Regions from separate parts of the Mus musculus genome. Here region 2 is linked to region 1. The links are chromatin contacts, called in public Hi-C maps. All regions are on one chromosome and are shown on one strand. Each heading gives the region's core, a stretch centred on a gene start, on an enhancer-like site or on the middle of the called end of the contact. The rest is flanking DNA. Distances are from core to core; before and after follow the strand shown. Region 1 overlaps Prkd1 (protein kinase D1). Region 2 has its middle 31 kb from the start of Gm34745.

Evidence for each region. Hi-C and Micro-C count contacts between places; a contact is called where the count stands out from the background.
Region 2: a Hi-C map of forebrain shows a contact between it and region 1, with 5 times the contacts expected there. The contact joins two enhancer-like sites. A contact is called at or near these places in 4 of 484 Hi-C or Micro-C datasets (the HPC-7 cell line, cortical neurons and forebrain).

What each region holds. Positions count from the first base shown.
Region 1 is chr12:50,620,478-50,626,521 of GRCm38.p6, reverse strand. The region is part of intron 1 of Prkd1 (protein kinase D1); the gene reads left to right. Among named protein-coding and RNA genes, the nearest start is that of Prkd1, 26 kb to the left of the region's middle. Within about 2 kb of position 2,116, at least 10 of the 459 cell types and tissues checked have an H3K27ac peak or open chromatin away from gene starts, as enhancers often do. A contact at or near this core is called in forebrain, where this site is marked.
Region 2 is chr12:51,185,032-51,191,622 of GRCm38.p6, reverse strand. No RefSeq gene overlaps it. Among named protein-coding and RNA genes, the nearest start is that of Gm34745, 31 kb to the right of the region's middle. Within about 2 kb of position 3,227, at least 15 of the 459 cell types and tissues checked have an H3K27ac peak or open chromatin away from gene starts, as enhancers often do. A contact at or near this core is called in forebrain, where this site is marked.

The DNA.
Region 1 (6,044 bases), core at 867-3,366:
ACACAGCTGGAAGCCTCTTGGGCATTCTTAAGTCCACAGGGGCTGACCTTCTCCAGAGTTATCACCCATGCTGCTAGGTGGATATGGTTTCTTAGTCTCTGGAATCCTGTTGCTTGTTAATATAATATGCAGTTCTTGATGAAGACTGGTGTCTCTCAAGTGCAAACACTGTGCTGGGGTGCACAGCTGCATGCTGCCAACTTGAAGGGAAAGCATCCTCTAGAGGTCTCCTTGGGAGGGCGTGTCTAGCCCTTAACGCTTTAGCAGGGCTGTATTGTTGCTCAAGAAGGCCTCATGGGCAGAGGAAAGCTTGGTTGCAGCCCTACTTCCAGATTATTCTAGAACTCACTTGCTTTTCCTCAGTCCAAGATGTTCACTTCTCTTTCCTGGCAATAGTATTTTAAGAAGTAAAAAATGTTAAAAAAAAAAAAAAAGAAGTGTTATCTCACTGTGAATTCTTCAGAAGGGAACCTGTGGTTGTACTAAGTCAGACAGAGATGGTTCTTAAGTAGTACATCTTTTGATAAAAAAATGCTTATCCCGTTTTTCATTTTTAAAAAAAATTTGTAGTATGTGTATGGATATGTATAGCATGTCTGTCTGTCTGTCTATCTATTTATCCAAGTACAATATATATAGTACACACACACACACACACACACACACACACACACACACACACAAGATCAGAGTCCTTGGAGGAAAACTTGATGAATACTCAGAACCAAGGCCATGTTAAGCCACACTTGACTGTCTAGTATAGTCTTCTTACGTTTCTTCCCAGAGAGAGTTTGTCTTTTCCCCCCCCCCAAAGAGTGTGTTCTTTTATTGTGAGTGTTGTTGGTCTCACTTCCTGTTCAGCACTGCACACCTCAGTAATCATTTAGGGAGCACCATCAGTCACCTGGCAGATCCAGAGTTCAGTTAAGGAACTTAGAAGAGTGACTCTGTGGTTGCTTTTTGTCGATTTGTTAGCTTTTTCTTTAAACTAATTTGTAACTGAAATCCTAAGTGTGAGTATTTTCGGTGAATGATCTTACACATGGAGTTGTCAGAAGTGAGCAACCCTTATTTTACCATCTCTTTAACTAGAAATAATAGCAGAGAGCTTTTAGGCTTTGTTAATCTCCCATTGGATCCTTGGGTGAGAATTCATCGGAGCCATGCCATTTGAATTCAGCATATAAGCTCCTGAGGGGACCATTGGCTTATCATCATCAGCAATTACTTCTGATAGCTCAAAATAACAGTAGCAGTTAGTATTAATTATAGTCAATTATATTGATTATTATTCTTAATATAGCTAACATCAGATATTAACTTAGCAAATAGCATTCTAAAGTTCCTACCTAGATATTTAATACATTTAATTTGCAAAAGAATTTAAGAGGTATATACCTACTTTTTCTCTTAGTTTATAAGTCTGAAAATTGAGCATACAGAGGATTGCCTAGAAACAGTCAGAATCGAGACTTGAATTTAGGTACATGTATTGAAATGTATATTTTAAACATCTGTCTGTCTGTTTGTCTGTCTGTCCGTCTGTCAGTCTGTCTATCATCTAGCTATAATTCTTAAACATTTTTAACTGAGATAATTATTTGAGAAAAACAGTAGTCCATTTTCCATTTAACTAGAAAATTGATTCATCAATTAAGGTGTGATTAAATTTGTGAAGTATTTATCCTTTTATGAATGTATTTAAACAGTGTATATATTTGCTTTCAGCTGTGTTCTGTGGACGTGCACTTCACTGGTACTTAGTGAGCTGTGAGGCGAACTTAAACTAGCAGGTGCTGACTTGGCAGACGTTTTCATCCCTGCACCATAAACATGACTTTACACTTTGAACATTTCAATTGTCTTAATCAATTAAGCTTCGGAACACTTTCCTGATCAGACATCGTGACTCAGCCTCCTGGATGACGGTCAGCATCGCCAGATTCTTTTTTCTCCTGTGCTCAAAACAGCATCCAGATAATATATAGTCTTTACTATTGTTTCTTTGAAACTCCTTCGTATTTATAAGAGAATTTTAACAATGTCTGTACTGTTATCAAAGGGAGGTTTCGGCAGCTTCTATCATGGTGAGATCATTTGGATGGGATGGAAGCCAATTTTGTCAAGTTCCCAGCCAGCTCAGTTAAAAGCAAAACCAACAAGAGCATCGTAAACAGTGCTTCTGTTCTGATAAGTGCTGGTAATCTGCTTGTGTGAATAAGGCAGGGCTGGACCAGTGACGGTGTGGTCTTCTAGGAAACTAATAGCCACATGAGGTGGCTGAACATAGATGCTACATGTCTGTCCATCAGGAACTCTGATGCTTGAACAGCATGTGTTTATTTATTAACTATTTTGTAATATTTGTTGACAAAAGCACACATAAATAAATGTGTTGGTGTGAAAAAGTCATGCTGTCCTTGAAGGGGCATGTAGATTTTTCCTCAGACTTCATCGTCAGCACACAGCTCACGTGCCTTTAGTCCTTTTAAAAAGTAGGTGCTAGCCTCTTTGCTAATGCATGCTTCCAGTGTTATTATATTTAATGGACACTGTCAGTAGTATACAAGTTCTTTTGCTTACATGTGCAAATTTACATATAAATGTAACATTGTAAATTTCAACATTGAAAATCTGTATGTATTTCTGACTGCAGAAGTAATAAGAAGTATTTTGCAATTTGTAAAATTAAGAAACAATTTGTAGTTTTAGATTATACCAATTTGTTTTAATTTAAAATTATATGTGTATGCATATATATATATATATACACACATACATAGTGTATTAGTCAGGGTTCTCTAGAGTCACAGAACTTATGGATAGTCTCTAGATAATAAAGGAATTTATTGATGACTTACAGTCGGCAGCTCAATTCCCAACAATCGTTCAGTCACAGCTGTGAATGGAAGTCCAAGGATCTAGCAGTTACTCAGTCTCACGCAGCAAGCAGGCGAAGGAGCAAGAGCAAGAGCTAGAGCTAGACTCCCTTCTTCCAATGTCCTTATATTGTCTCCAGCAAAAGGTGTAGCCCAGATTAAAGGTGTGTTCCACCACACCTTTAATCCCAGATGAAAGGCATAGCCCAGATTAAAGGTGTGTTCCTTAACTCGGAGATTCAATCTTCTGGAATCCATAGCCACTATGGCTCAAGATCTTCAAACCAAGATCCAGATAAGGATCTCCAAGCCTCCAGATAAGGGTCACTGGTGAGCCTTCCAATTCCGAATTGTAGTTCATTCCAAATATTGTCAAGTTGACAACCAGGAATAGCCACTACACATAGTATTTCTCTATGTACTTTCAGAAGTGCTGTAGTATAAAAGTATTACTTTTGAAGAAAATACTGCAGAATAGGACATGCTGCTCTATGACTAAAATGGCATTACTATTTCAGATTTATCTTTTTCTAAATTATTAGCTTACCAAACTGTTTGAGGGAAATTGTCACATACCCCATATTTGAAAATGTTTTATCTTAGACTGTAATGATACACTATAAATGGCCAACATATGTTTTGTTTTTCCATGTAATTTATTTTAGAAAGGAAAAAATTGGCTTTCTAGCTTTATATGAAATACCTTCTAAATCAAACTTTTGTAGCACGAATTTTAAGTACTATAGAATCTATTTATATTAAACCTTATACATTCTACTGTCCTCATTTATAAGCAAGCTTACATTCTACTGTCCTCATTTATAAGCAAGCTTTTTTGTTTGTTTGTTGTTTGTTTTGGTGTTTTTTTCTTTTTTTTTTTTTGTGTGGCATAATGGACTTTTGGGTACAGTCCTACTTTGCTTTGTAGCTGAATTTTGCTGTTATATTAGAAAGAGCTATTTGAATTTTCAAAAATTGTAAGAACACAGAGGAGATGCCAGTTTATGCCAAGAAAGTTTGTCTTAAAAAAAAAAAAAAAAACCAAAGTCACTTTAATCTTTAACCGTATCTAGGAAAACAAAACAAAATAAGCACCTAGTCGCTACCTGCCTATTTTCTGTTTTTTCCCCCTGATCTTATAAACATCAGTGTGTGGGGCTGGAATTGTTCCCATCTTACAAATTAGGACGCTGTGACACACAAGTTTAACAACCGGGCTGTGTAGTGAGTGAGCTACAAAGGAAGGTCTAATTAGCTCCCCACTTCACGTGGAAGAGCCACAGAGGATGTGGTGCAACTATGCTGCAGCTGGAGAACACCCCCTTCCCAAATGCAGCATCAGCATGTGGGTTCCACCTTAGAGCAAGGGCCCTGGCTGTGCCTTCCAAGCTGATGCTTGGCTTGCCCTCTTGATCTGTTTTGAGCATGGTCTTCTACACTATCAGACTGGCCCAAATGGAAAGAATAGTACTTGTGCGGAGGACCGGCACTCTATGTGCTATGGATGGAAGTCCAAATTAGAAACATCTGAACAGACACTATGGGCCCTTGTGTTGAAGAATAGAAATACTATTATCTTTCCTCTATACTTCTGCATCTTAATTTTTTTTTAAAAAAATGAAAGTCTCACAAAAGTGTTCAAAAACATGTTTAGGAGCCAGTTACCTATATCTTAGTGAGATAGCAGGAAAATGAGCTATATTATCTTCACATGATTTATGGCCATGCACACATGAAAAGGTGCATGCATGCAAAGCTATATTTCTGTGAAAGAAGTTACTGATAGGTGCTTACGGTTTTCCAAACATGTAGCATGAGCCAGTTCCGTTTCACAGATGTACAGAGAGGTGTAGAAGGATGTTCTGATCTTTCTCACTGCTGTGTTTTCTCCTGACCGCTGTTTCATGTACGTTTGAATAAATTATGAAAGATTATACATGTTCATAATGTGAGAAATATGAGTCAGCATTTTTAAGTATTGAAAAAGAAAAGCATTTAGGCAGCTTAATAGTAATATAACTAATAATGCTGTCATTGTTTTCTCCCCTACTCTGTACTCAGGTTCCTTCATCTCCATTCTGGCAAATGTAACAGTTTAGTTCGTTTAGTTTTCAAGGATCTTCAAAAAAGATTCATTTGTGTGCCACTTGCAGGGACAGAAGACAAACAGGTTCCGGTCCCTCCCTGAGTTTTTTCTGTAGTTTTTTTCTGAGTTTTATAAAGTAGGACATCCTGATACAAGGTCAGCCTTTCACACTGGTACCCCTGGGGCCTGGTTACCATGATATGTGTATCTTTGCTTGTTTTGAGTTTTGCTTGCCTCACTTTACAGTTGTACCAGAGTCTTTGTTGATAGACACAGAAGCTGGGCTTGCTTTGTTTTCCTGATTGCATATTCATCATCTGGGAGTGCAAAGCACTGAAGTCTACTTCCTCCTCTGTCACCTAAGCAAATACCACAGTGTTTATCTTACATGTCCTGCAAGTCTATGGAGAAAGAGTGAGGTGTCAAGGCTAGATTGTGAAGGTGACAAGTAGACTTATTAGGGGCATCTGCAGGAACTCAAATGAGTGGTTGATGGCTTCTATGAATGTGATTGCATTAAGGGGTAAGAGAGATTCCCAATCACTATATACACAGTGCTGTTTATATTCACTGCCATGTTCTCGGACTTTAGGCATCTCCTTTTAAAAATTACCCCCTCTTCCCCCTTTGGGGCTTGGAATTTGAATATTACTATAATACGAAGATGCTTATTTTATGTTATTTTATTAGAGAGAGGAAGGGAAGGAGAGTGTGTGCATGCAAGCGAGCACACTTACATAGAGAGGTCAAACAACAACTTAGAGGATATGCTCTCTTCCATCTTTAGTGGGTGGTTCTGGGATTGAACTAAAGTCACCAGGTGTATTAGGCAGGGTTCTCTAGAGTCACAGAACTTACAGAGTGTGTTTCTATATTAAGATAATTTATTGTAATGACTTAGAGTCCGTAGTACCACTAACCCAACAGTGGGCAGCTATGAATTAATGGAAAGTCCAAGAATCTAGTAGTTGCTCCGTCCCATGGGGCTAGTTTTAAGCTGGTCTTTTGTAGAAGGAGGTTCTAACAGGTGTACTGGCAAGTAAGTGCAAGCAGTGAAAGAATGAATCCTCCTTCTTCCA
Region 2 (6,591 bases), core at 1,978-4,477, 560 kb before region 1:
TGGTTGAGAAGAAGCTGAAGGAGACATATTTGGATGCCAGGGGTGGAAGGAGACGAGGAACAACACAGGTGTTTAATTTTATTCTGTTTTGCAGTTTCTGGGTTTTCATTTTGCCATTTATTTTCTGACAATATTTATTTATCATAGTCTCTAACCTAACATGGGTAAAATTTTCCCATTTTGAACTCCTACAGAAAGCCTCCACTCACAGTGCCTCTGGCACACTAAATGTGAAGGGCTGCTAGCTGAGTTGGGGAAAACTTATAACACTAAATATATGATATAACATTAAATATAGCTCTGTAAGTCAGTTAGAAAACGTCATTTGTTCTTATATTGTGACCGTCTAGTAATTAAGCCTTGTTGTCATTCAAAAAATCATTGAACTTGGTCTATGGATGGGTAAGGTGTGGGGTTGTAGTATTTTTGGCAAATTTTAATTAAGGGAAAGCACGTTTAGACAGTCAATAAATGTGGGAAATGTGAATCTTTCTGAGCTGTTTTCAGACGTGACTCATCTAGTCTTTCTTCTGTTTTTAAGAAGTCAGGCTTCACTAGCTCTTAGCAGAGATGCTAAGTGGTCCAGGCACATGATAGACCATTGTGAGTAGAGAGGGGATAAAGGGTTGTGCCCCCTGTGGGGAGGGGGCAAGTCAGATTTTCAAGCTAAACAGAAATTTGCTGCAGTAATTACCCTTTATCATTAATGACAGGCAATTGCCATAGCAACTGGCTGCCACCTGTCTCTCACATACCAGCTCTATCTGCTCTGAAGCAAAACAAGAGATACTACAAAGTCAATTGTGGAACCACAAGCCTGAAGAATGAAGAAAAAGCTATGTTGATATTAATAACTTAGCTAGAGGCATGCACGGTTCATTGCAAAGTATTAAACAACAACAAAACAGAACCTGGTATGTTAAAAAAAAATGAACAGAGCCAAAGTGAGGGAGGGCCATGGTGAGAGAAAGAGGTTTAGAGTTGGAGAGCACGGTTTGAATCTAAGCTTCTCTGCCGATGGGTTGAGTGGCTCTGGGTAAATGATGTAAACTTGCATAAGCATCAAAGGGTCAAACTCAGAGACTTTTCGGGAGAATTCCAATGAGATAATAATGTCTGTAAAGCAGTCATCCCTAGCTGAGCTCGCTGTCAGTGGCAGCTGTAGCACATGCCAAGGGCGGTGCATGCTGATGCTGACAGCACATAGGATCACTGCTCAGGGGATCCAGGCCCCTCTAAGCTCTCCCCTGCACTTTGTATGTATGTAGGCACAGGCACAGAGTCATCAGACAGCTTGAGTCTATCATCTTGCCGTTCTCCACAGTAGCAATGCATTCTCAGTATCACAGTTCAGCAGGTCATTTAGTCTTCTTAATGACACGATACAGACAAACCTCAGTGACAGCTAAAATTAGTTTTCCTTTGAGTCTCTTTGATTATGTCTCTAACCCTTTGAGCACTCCTTTTACCCCCTAAGTCCTGGTATTGTACAGGGGCCAATTAGAGATGTTAACCATCCTACCCACAGTACCAGCATTCTTTGGCATTGGGGTGGTGAAGATGTACTAATTTTGACCCATCTGCTAAAGAAAGTCCCTAATAACTTGACCATATATGTATGCATGTATACACACACACACACACACACACACACACACACACACACACACATACACACACACATTTATATGTTAATAAGAGCACTAAAGCTGGGTTAACATTGAACCACATTGTCAGTGTGCAGTTTAAAATTCATATACATTTCTCCAAAGTTAATCATTGTCTGATTTCCCTCTAGTCATAGTCAGCCTAGGCCCACATGCCCCTTGGCACGCCCTTTCTGCTGACCAGCACATTTGAGTCTTTTAGTCTGTCTTCTCTTAGCTTGTGGATCTCCGGCTTTCTGTCTAACTTTAGTATTTAGGGGTTCGGGCCTCATCCTCATTCTTTGAATGCTGTGGCAGCCCACTAGCTGGTCTCTGTTATTTGTGCGCTATACTTCCTCAGCACGACTTTATAGGATGCTAACGTAATCACGTTGCAGTCCTTAAAAAGGAATGTTCAGTGCATATTCTAACTATGCTGGTAAGCCTCCACCATCTACTTCTGTTCCTCTTCCAGTCACATGGGCCATTGCTGTGGCTTTCCCTGGGGGATACCAGCCCACATCATGCCAGTCCATTCTTGACTTTGCTCAGGCTTGCTTCTAGCAAAGTACCTTCGTGGTTTTTTTTTTTTTTTTTTGTCTGTTTCGAGACAGGGTTTCTCTGTGTAGCCCTGGCTGTCTTGGAACTCACTTTGTAGACCAGGCTGGCCTCGAACTCAGAAATCCGCCTGCCTCTGCCTTCCGGGTGCTGGGATTAAAGGTGTGCACCACCATGCCCAGCGTACCTTTGGTTCTTGCTTACTCTCAACTCCCACCCAGCTGTTATCTCTCATTTAAGGATCGACTGCTCCTCCTTTTACTAGAAATTCTAACTACACCCAGTGTAAGATGCTTTACACTGCTCATAGCTCTGTGATTTAAAATACACTTCCTTCTTCCTTCTTAGAATGCTTGAGTCTGTGGTAAGGTCTAGGCCCATCATTTCTCATGTCTTTAGGCTCCACTAACACAGCAATAAATGCAAAGCACACATTTGTCATGTGTCTGAACAACGTAGTACTTTAAAAACTGCTGCAGTGAAAGACCCTCTCTGCAACTGTGCTCTTGCTCCGTCCTGGGTTGTCACACAGAAGCCATGGACGTGTCGATGTATGGCATCCAGCCGTGAAGTGCAAGTCCTCTCAGAGCTCTCATTGTTACACAAGCGGCATGCAAAAACAGCTGTATGGTTACAAACCAGGCTATAAGGTTATATACTGGGAATTTCCATACTTAGTGGGAAAGATCATCAAAACATACAAAGTGAGGAAGAGAAAATGTTTAATATGAATGGTCGTTTCTTGTAGGTGGAAGTGTTACAGTTTTCGTATGTGTGTGTGTGTGCATGTGTGTTCATTCTAAATGCTTTATGAAGATTCTGCATTATACAATCAACATTTTTATAGTAGTTGCCATAAGTGTGAAGTAATTTTTCAAGAAGGCAAGAAATCTCTTCTTTGCTTGCCTATATTCTCATGGTTCCAGCAGCCTCCTTTGCTGTGGTATCTGAACATTTCTGGCTGCAAGTCACCATTTATTGCCACTAGATGTCACCAAACTACTTGCAATATTAGTGTAGATGCCCTGTGCATATTCAAACAGTTAAAAATATTTAAACACCATTATTCAGTGTTCTTTGGTGTCACACAAAGCATTCAGAATTTGAAGAATTAGTAAGAAAAGGCACATTACATAATGTTCTGCTTCTTATGTAACAGGTGAGGGCTACATGAATCCCTTGGTTTTATGTAATTCATATTTTACTGACTTCTTAATATGATTGGGAGGGGAAAATTGACACGAGAGTCTTGTTTAAATGTAGGATTATTTCCAGTTGATTCCAAGCACTTTTTTTTACATAATATATAGCAAAAACAGAGGCCAGCACCCCAAAACTCCTTCCTGAGAAGTGTTTTCCTTGAGCTGAACGCAGCTTCCGCCACAGCATCTGTAGCTCTTGGGATAATGAATCAAAACATAGCACTGGGATTCTTTCTGGAACATGTTAATTATTACAAAGCAGTTTAAAATTCATTTGGTGCTTCAGGAAGCAAAACCAATAACCTCTTCTCGAGGAACTGAAGAAGGCATCTCTTTAGCAAAGGGCAACTGAGAGCCATGTCTTTAAACGTTTGAACCTATTTACTGGGTAGGTTCAAAACCGGTCTTTTTTTCTGATTGGCTCTGTTAACAGCTAAAGTGAAGGGTTTAAGGCAGCTTGTTTCCAATCATTTTTGTTGAGAACGAAAATGAGAAGCCAATCAAAAGGCGTTTAAGTTAGGCAGTGGGTTTTGGGAAAGAAGTCTGTGCATTCCCTCCTGCTACTTCTCTCTACTGTGGAGTTCAGTGTTGAAATCATGGCATGTTATCCACCTTAAGCTTCACCATGGGAAAAGGGGCCAACACACAATAGCCTTTTAAGCAAAAATATAACTGAACCGGCCTGGTTGTTTTCTAGAGGTTTTCAATTGTTACCCATTATAAATCGCACATGTTAAGTCTTATCCACAGTATTGAGGATTTTTGACTATTGTCTAATTATAAGCATTCTATATCACTTTTATTTATTATGACATATTCTCTGCACGAAATTAAAAGGCAATAAGGATCATTAAGTCTAACTAAGTTTATTTACAGGGAAAAAAGCTACCATTAACAATAAGGAGGAAACTAAACCAACCCAGCAGCCCACACATCTCAGTTTATGAGACATTTTTAAAAGAGATCGTGGTACCGATCATTATATTTCAGATGCTACCAACCCAAAGCAAATAAGTCTACACGTCACCGGGGATTTTTAACTTCCACTAGTCTGACTCTAGTGAGGTTAGTATAACAAATGCCATCTTTACTTTATTTTGTGCAGAAACTATGAATTTTAAGCACTAGGAAAATAAGTATCATGAAAAACAGAATAGCCTCATCACGATGGGGCTCCAGGTTCTGTACTCGTTTATCAGGTACAACTTGACACTTGTGTGGATTGTGCTCCGAGCCCTGTTTCATTTGCTACTCATGTGCCATTGTACCACACAGAGAGGTCAGATCTTCTTGCAATATTGTAATATGGAATTGCAATTTGGTTTTTCTGTCCTAGGTGTCTCCTGAAAATTTCTTTACTTAAACCTTTCGTATGAAATATTCATCCGAGCTGCTCTGATATGGTGACAATCCTCAACTGTAAAGTGGAGGAGCCATTTTTGGACGTGTCTCTTCAGATGCTCAGATTTGCTTCTCTCTAGTACTTAAGAAATGAATAGCCTCCATCAGCTACGTATAAGGCCTGATAAGCTCACCCTGTGACACACTTTGTACTGTTATTATTCGGTGTCTTCCTTTCATATGTCCACCAAACGCCTCTAGTTTAGCTCCAAAGCACAGTGCATTTCCTCTGTTATTTTCATATTCACCCTCTCACTGATGCAGCTGATTGCTGCCACTGAAGTAGACAAGAGTTCTACTGGTAGGCTCTCATCCATGAAATTGCAGAGTCTAAGACTAGCTTTACATATTTTGAAATTAAAGTGTGTGTGTGTGTGTGTGTGTGTGTGTGTGTGTGTGTGTGTACATGAGAAAATGTGCTGTGTGAGAGTGTGTGAGAGAGTGTATATGTGTGTGTATGTGTGTGAGAGAGAGTGTGTGTGAGTGTATGTGTACATGTGTGAGTTTGTGTGAGAGTGTGCCTGTGTGTGTGTGTCTCAATTACTTTAAAGACATTTTGCTAATTTGCTGCAATCTTTTGCATCCTGTGTTTTAATGAATGTTCCAGGGAAGAGTTGTAGTGAGAGGTTGGTTTCTCGAAATGAGAGGCATCGGCATTCACAGAATTTGGTCAAAAAGAAGTCCAGCACTAAATTGCATGTTGCTTTGGGTGTCAGCCATGAAAATTTGCTCAGCTCACTGCTGAAGGATATTGAAACACATTTCTCGCCGACATGGCGTCATCTGTGGTGTGGATGGAGCCTTCATGCTGACAAACACTGCGTGAGTGGCTGCTGGAGCCAGTAGGCACTCCTGATGATTAACTACAAAAAATGCTTTTGACTCTGGCTGCTGACAGGAGTGACAGTGCTTTGGCCAGACCGGCCTCCTTCTGGACACCAAAGCGTGTTCCCGTCTTGGTTTTACCATCTGGTTCCAATACAAGCCAGGGACGATGAGGAGAAGAGTCTGTTAGAGAGGCAGCAATAGACTAATTCTTTTGGCAGTTTCATCTTTCTCTGATCAATTAAAAAGAAATGTACATAGGCCAGCGGAACAAAGCAACAGCTTCTGCAGTTTTGGTTTGGCAAAGGTCTTTTGAGCGTTTTCTGAATGCAAGGGGTCTGCATGGGTCACCGTATGCTTCATTATGGTAAAGGTGGGTAAATAGTGAGCTTCTGCAATGGAACTGAAGCTTACCCATGGTGCTGCAAGAATACCAGTGTTGCATTTTATATGACTCACTTCCTTCTAGGCAGCTCTAAATATATTCAGTCGGTGTAAGAATACTTAGCCCCGAGGATACTAAAAGCAGCAGAAATAATTCAAACTCGATATCCTTATTTGAAGTGTGTGTGACCAAAGGTATTTTAGATTTTACATTATAAAAGTTTGAGAGATGTCTAGAGTCATGAGGTACCTTGGGAATGGGACTCAAAACTATTTGCTGGTCTGGTGCTGGAGAGATGGATCAGGGGTTAAGAGCACATGCTGCTTGTGGGGTTTGAATGAAGATGGCCCCTGTAAGCTTATGTATTTTAACTCTTAGTTCCTTTGGATGGAACTGCTTGAGAAGGATTAGGAGGCGTGGCCTTGTTGGAGGAAGGTGTGTCCCTGGGCTTGGGCTTCAAGGTTTTGAAAATCCATTCATTTGCCGGTTAATCCTTTCTTTCCTCTCACATTCGGAGAAGGATGTAAGCTCTTCACCCTTCAGCACCATACCTGTTTACTGCCATGCTCCCTGC